Regions from separate parts of the Mus musculus genome. Here region 2 is linked to region 1. A link is a contact called in public Hi-C data. All regions are on one chromosome and are shown on one strand. The core of a region is the stretch at or near the end of the contact, and the rest is flanking DNA. Distances in the headings are between cores, read along the strand shown.

Region 1 (3,395 bases), core at 340-2,839:
TAAGGTGCATATAGGGAAAGCTCTATAAAACAAAGAAAAAAAAAGATTCCACGAAAACACACGAAAAAGAGGCATTCACTCTTAAAGAGAGCTCCCAGTCTGGCTCATCCTCTGAGGCAAAGAATCTGATTCCAAAGACCACCAGCCACACAGCACTCCATAGCCAAGCACTTCAGCCTGTAAATGCCTGAGGACATTCTGGAGTCAGAACTCCAGATTCACATCAAGCCCGAGGCTGCCACCTTTTCTCCTAATGGTGCCAACACACCCCTTGCTTGTAAAACACTACGTGCCAGGCTAGCAGGCTGTCTCAGATTGGGCAAGATAAGAAGGCAGAGGCTTTGGGGGTAAGCAGACACACTGAAAAACTGGGTTAAGAGGCCCCGCTTTTCACGTCCAGGGTGTTGGCAGCTTTGGGCCATGACAGAGATTGCCCAGTTGCTGATTTGATCTTTTTTGTTCCTCATTCGCTCCTCATTATAAGGGGAGCTGCTGTCCCCACTTTAGAGAAGTGGAAACTAAGGTCCATAGAAGTTACATATTTTCCTGACACATTTATGTTGTAGTGGCACTAGTGGGAATGCCCAAGCCACTTCTAGGGTCAAACCCCAACCTCTTATTCCCCCTGTCACAACGATGGCATAGAGGAATCTCTGTGCTCTTTCCAAAGTTCACCAGGGAAGGGAATATGTTACTGGGGTTCTGGGATAAAGTGTCAGGAGGGAGGCCGATTTGGGAGCAATATGGGGTTCAGATGCCTCCAAACCTTCTACACATGCCCCACCTGAGGTCTCTGAATCAGGAGGATGGCACCCTGCTTCAAGAACCCACAGACGTGCCCACCAGTTTCATCTTACAGCCTGTGGGCTTTTCATCCGTGCCCAGAACTCATCTCCTAGCTCTGGTATCCAGCTCTTATCTTTCCCCAGAGTGGACACTGAGGATCAAATGGGACAAGAGGGGAACGAAAACTGTCAAGTGCTGAGACTGTGTAGATGCACGGTTGTGTTCTCCCTACTACGGGTACGTGGTACTCATCCCACCCAAGTGCTGTGAGTGAATGCCACTTTAAAATGCAACTTCTCTAACGCTCCAAAAGGGGAAAATCCACAGGTGAGAATCAACGAGGTAAAAGGGTAAGAGTTAAAGTAAGACATTTCCTCCAAAGAAAGGCAGAGACAAAACTTTACCAAAAGTTCCCTGAGTTCCTCTGACTATTGACAGATCCATACCAAATACATGACCGCAGGAGGGCAAGCACAGAATAATCGGGCCGCATCTGATCACACCGGGCTTGGAAATTAAACAAAAGTTTTATAGTTACAAACCCACATCTTACTGGGTACCGGGAATGCCAGGAGCACACCAGAAAGATCCTGGGTGATGGGATCAACAGACTCACCTTTTCCAGGTCGGGAAAAGCAAAGTCTCTGGGTGCACCAGCTCCGTGAAGAAGTACCTGGGTTAAGCCACAACGAGTTCCCAAGCGCGCGGTCCCTAGCGTCTTCCCAGCCACTGTCTGTGCCCACCAGAGGCTAGGGTGTGTGTCTGCGCGCGGGAGAGACGCGTGACAGTAGGCAGGCTGTGGCCGGAGCAGCCAGCTTTGGCAGGCTTATATAGGGAGCTCCTTCCTCTGTAATGGGACGCCTCGCCTCCAGACATCCTTTCCCACTTTTTTTTTTTTCAGTTGGTGAGTTAAAGGCACAGCCCTCCCAGCGGAACAGGGTTAGCTCATGAAAGACGCACTCACTCCAGGCGCGCCGCCAGCTAACGGACCATTTGCATACAATTTATAGTGAAGAAAAAAAAAAGTAGGAATTTCAGCTCCCTCCGCCCCCGCAGAGTAGTTGTTAGTGAAGTGTGATTTTTGCATTGCTCCACAAATGAGTATTCTAATTGTGAAACAGAAGCCTTGGGAACTGGGATATGAGGGAACTGGATCCTGGCGCTGCTCCTGGACTAGAGCAAGCTGGAAACACGACCTGGGTTCCCTCAGGCTCTGGGCAGCAGCTGCGGGGTGGCACCTCGGAGAAAGCCTGAGGGCTGAACCTGAGTTCCTGGAAAGAGGAGATCGAGGAGAGTTGAGCAAGCCCGGGGCAGTTCAGGTTTCTCTTGGCCAGCTTGGAGATAACCCAAGATTAGTTCTCAGCAGGTGGGAACCATACTGGGAGCTTAGAAAAGTGAGCTTTTCTGAAGCAGGACCCAGCGGTGCCCAGCTGCCTGGAGGAATCTTTATCCAGATCCCAATGTCCCCTCAGGAGTCACTTTTTGACATTGTTTATGCCACATACTAAGTGCTTTCTACTTAGTAGGGTCTACTAAGTAGGGTGTAGTACTTAGCTCAGGGTGTACTCCTGAGCTCTCAGTGTACCTAGGTGCTGAGTGAAGACTTTTTTTTTTTTTTCTTAGAGAAGCACTAATATATTTCAAAAGGTAACACTATTTAGGTTGAAGTCCTCATTTAGCATGTTAAAGTATCCCCAAGGCACCTGGGGCCAAGCTCAGCTCACGGTACTTCTGGGCTTGTTTGGGACAGTGCTTATACCCTGCAATTTAGAGAAGCAGTTTAATGCCATCAAGGAATTGTGCCTGGGAAGCACTTAGAATTCATGGCTCCATGACACATTGGTGACCAGAAACAGTGAGTGATGCTTAAGTAGGAAACTGTCACCCATGACAACAGACACAGCTGCTTTGCTGGACTGTGGAAAATGCATCTCTTTGTTCTGTAATTTAGAAGAGACTTCTGATGTTTTAATTAACAACTATTATCGGAAATTTCAACCATCCACTTACTGATTGATACCATCCTTCAGCCTTTCTCATAACATTTAGTTTCAATCTCCCTGGGAGAATAAAGCAAGACAAAATTAGGCTATCCCTAGGGTGGCACCGATTCCAGGACTCGAAGACTGCCTGCTTAAGTGTTCCCTATCCCCCCCCCCCCCACACACACACACACACACACCGCTCAGACATCAGGAACAGCCATAAATAGTCATGTCGTAAAACGACTCATTTGAACTTTTAAACCATTTGGGCTGATTCAGATGTTGGTTGCTTTGGGAATTTTTTCATTCTGCGTGTTAGCCAAAACATATTTCAGTGGCACAAGCCTGTCTTTCCACCAGTAGTGAATGCTTCCACGCCTCTAGGCTTTCCTAAGCAGACCCAGGCTACCTCTTCTCAGTTAGCAGAGAAAGTGTTAGACATGTCTTTACTCCATGTGTCCTATGAGCTATGTTTATATACAATAAATATATAATCAATTTATTTGTAACCATTTTCTTATGTCTGAACAAGGTAAGCTGAGAGAGTCTGCTAAAAGCCGTGTGATTAATAGGGCTTCTAAGAATGTTCCAGACTTGACATCCCTGGTCCCCAACAATTCTTAG
Region 2 (3,395 bases), core at 558-3,057, 280 kb after region 1:
GGGAACTAGTAGGTCTATCAAGGTACCAGAAACTTCTGGTAAGGGTTTGCTTAGGGTTCAAAGGTGATTGCTTGCTTTGTCATCATTACAGGGTATAAGCAAGAGTGGAACAACCATCTCTCTAAGGTCTTCTCAGAGCACTCATATACTGGATGCAGCCTTTACTCCCAAGACCTAATTACCTCTTAAAGGCCTTGTCCTTTAACATCAACATGTTATGTGTAATATTTTCTAGGCGTGAATTTTTAAAGGAACATAAAGGTTTAATTCCCATCGAATGGAGATGATTTTATGTACCATCTTGACTAGGCTATATTGTCTAGTTTAATCATCGGGATGTTGCTGTGAATATATTTTGTAGACTTGATTAGAGTTTGCAGTCCATTACTTTACTTATAAGACATCATCACCCTTAGCAGTTTGTCTCATCTAATCAGATGAAGGCTGTAAAGTATCTCAAGAAAGAGTGTATTCTGTCTCAACACATTAATGGAGAAAATGTGCCTGAACTTTGGGACTGCTTGCTTGTTTTACACATATCAATCTCCTTAGCTCTTCTAACAGGAAGAATACCTTTTTTTAAAAAAAATTGCATGTAAGTATGTATGTGCATATGTGTACATAGTGTGTGTATGCATATGTGTACATGGTGTGCATATGTGCATATATATACCTGTGCTTGCCTCTGTGTATGTGTGTGTGTGTATGTGGTGTATATGTGCATTGTGTGTGTGTGTGTGTGTATGTATTATGCTTGTGTGTAATTTTTGTTTCTGTAGAGAATCTTAATTGGCACAGAGAAGAGTGCAACTTGACAAGAAATGATGTTTTTGCTGATAGTTTCATGTCAACTTGTCTTTTTTTTTTTCATGTCAACTTGTCTTAACTAAGAGGAGGAAATCTCAATTAAGAAAATATGTCCTTAAGATTGAGCTTTGTAAAAGCCTGTAAGGCATTTGTTAAATTAGTAGTTGATGGAGGAGGACCTAGCCCATTGTGGGTGGAGCCTCTCCTTGTCTATTGGTCCTGGGTTCTATAAGAAATCAGGTTGAGGAAGCCATAAGAATCAAGCCAGTAAGCATCCCTCCTCCATGGGCTCTCCATCAGCTCCCTCTTCCAGGTTCTGTGTGAGTTCCTGTCCTCATTGCTCTTGATGATAAACTGTTATATGATAATATGAGCAAAATCCACCTCCATGTTACTATTCGTCTTGGGGTTTCATCACAGCAGTATTAACCTTAACTAAGACAATGTCATTAGTTTACATGAGAGTAGCTGTTGGAACAAAAGAAGCTTATAAACCTAGATGTGATATGGACAAACCAGGAGTTCAGGAGAAGAAAGTTTTCAGTTTTGATGTGGAATTTCGTGCTTCAGGAACAAGTGGTACAAAAATGTGTATGTATTAAAAGAAAAATTCAGAGAAATGGAGTCAGCATTATTTCCAATGTGCAAGAGATATTTTGGACATTTTGTGTGTCTAAAGGGAGCACTCTGACACATGTACCTGTCAGCATTTAGCAGTGACCTGAGGCTGCAACTGAGCAAAATACTTGTGACAGCAAACAGAAAGAGCTGGTCTTTTGTTTATTTTTTGTTGTTTTGTGAAGATAGGCCGATTATTTGAGCTAAGTGTCCTGGGCGTTCCTGAATAGGTTATGGATTTGTAGAGAAAGGAGGAGAAGGATCTTAGATAAAAGCAGAGGATCAGGCCAAGGCAAAGTGAGCAGTAATTAGTCACTGGTCATAACTAACCATGACTCAGACCTTCAGTGTGATAAATGGAGGCCTCACCACCAGGAGTGTGGAGGAATTATTAATGCATGTGTGTGTGATGAGACACTGGGTTATGGAAACCACACTAGAAGCTCCATTGTAATAGTTCAACAACTTTAACCCCAGTTTCCACCCAGCTGTACTCACTAGTCACAGGAGTCACTCAGAGGAGAAACATGAATCCTGACTCCAAGGAAGTATTTGACCCTGTGTTCTAATAGCACTCAGAATTTAACTCTGTATCATCATTCGTCACTGGAATGACGTAACTATGTTCTATATTTAGTCTTCAAGGACGTACTTGATCCTACAATGAGCCATTTCCTGAACTTCACATGGGGCAATACATTAGTGAACAAAAATAAGATTAAATCATTCGTCTTAGTGGGGTGCCATAAAATATGTTATTGACTTACGTTAATATGGGTAGTGATATTCTAGTGTGAAAATAGTAAAAGCTACTGCACTCACCAACCAGGAAGGCACAGTAACTGACATGCCACAATCAGCAACTCAGAGTCTCAGGATTTTTACCAAGCTAATGCTCACTTAAGGCCAATGAGATCTCTCTATTCTGTGATTTTCATTAACTCTCTCATCTCGAGCTCCAGACTATGGAGTAACCAATGTCTGCAAGATTGCTGATAACCACAACGTTAGGGGAATTAAAGGGATGCCTGTGTGTCTTACCAAGACAATGCAAAGTTCAGCTACGTGTTGCACTCAGTTGAGCTCTTGGATTAACTTATATACAGAATTAGAGACAGTCACATGTGTACAGTGTTTAAAACCCATAAACTTGACAGGTACAAACAGGCTGCTTAGGTCATATAAAGATATTTGTGTTTTCCTATGTTTAATATGGAAAATGACTAGAGGGTGTGCACATAAGAATGAGTGAATGATGACACGTAGTCTTGTTGAGATATGGTCTCCATGATTTATATTGTGCATGCCCATCCAAAAATTATGACAATAACACTGCTTTGGTATAAAGATAAACTGAAAAATATGTATTATATTTAGAATGAAGAAAACAATAAAGATTCTTGGAGTTTCCTGTCTATTTGTTTCCTCAAATAAGGAAGGATTTCTCCCAAAGTCAGAAACATACGTAGTTCATCACTGAATTCTCAAAGCTAAATGCCTAAATGCAAGGGTTGACCCAATTTTGGATTTTCATATGTATATGTAGTCCTCCAAAAGATGGCTGATAGGAGGGGAAGTATGCCACGGGCATCTGCATATCTCCGCCAAAGAATTCATATTTTCCTCAAAGAAACTGAACTGTCACCTTTAATATAAATGGCTATCACTGAAATTTATATGCCATAGTTAATAATAATGGCATTTCAACTTCTGAGTCTGGTAGAAGCATGTTTTCTGTGGTTCCATGGCTTGAGGGCAGTGTTTGGAATAGAGTTAGCTGTCACCTCCTATTCACTAGCTATGATCTACTCACAGCTGACACATTCATCAACCACATAGACGCCTTGCTTAAAAAGATAGGCAGGTCAAAGTTTTACTGGCAATAGTTGCAATAACTAGGGATAGAGTTACAAGAAATTTGGAAAATCTTGCTCTGAGAGTCTGTCATCACAATGATTAGAGTCTCCACA

Evidence for each region. A called contact is a pair of places that touch in the nucleus more often than the background predicts.
Region 2: a contact with region 1 is called in a Hi-C map of the C2C12 cell line, with 3 times the contacts expected there. The contact joins the enhancer-like site here to the promoter of Tnc in region 1. A contact is called at or near these places in 1 of 15 datasets of contacts at CTCF or cohesin (the NIH/3T3 cell line), 5 of 484 Hi-C or Micro-C datasets (the C2C12 cell line, the C3H10T1/2 cell line, adipose-derived mesenchymal stem cells and 1 more) and 5 of 115 datasets of contacts at active chromatin or transcription factors (the NIH/3T3 cell line, astrocytes, craniofacial prominence and 2 more).

Annotation. Positions count from the first base shown.
Region 1 is chr4:64,045,347-64,048,741 of GRCm38.p6, forward strand. Tnc (tenascin C) reads right to left here and starts at 1,590. Exons shown (of 27, transcript NM_001369211.1): 1 at 1,403-1,590. All of the region lies in intron 4 of 8030451A03Rik (a long non-coding RNA gene), which reads left to right.
Region 2 is chr4:64,322,689-64,326,083 of GRCm38.p6, forward strand. No RefSeq gene overlaps it. Among named protein-coding and RNA genes, the nearest start is that of Gm11217, 48 kb to the left of the region's middle. Within about 2 kb of position 1,808, at least 24 of the 459 cell types and tissues checked have an H3K27ac peak or open chromatin away from gene starts, as enhancers often do. A contact at or near this core is called in the C2C12 cell line and adipose-derived mesenchymal stem cells, where this site is marked.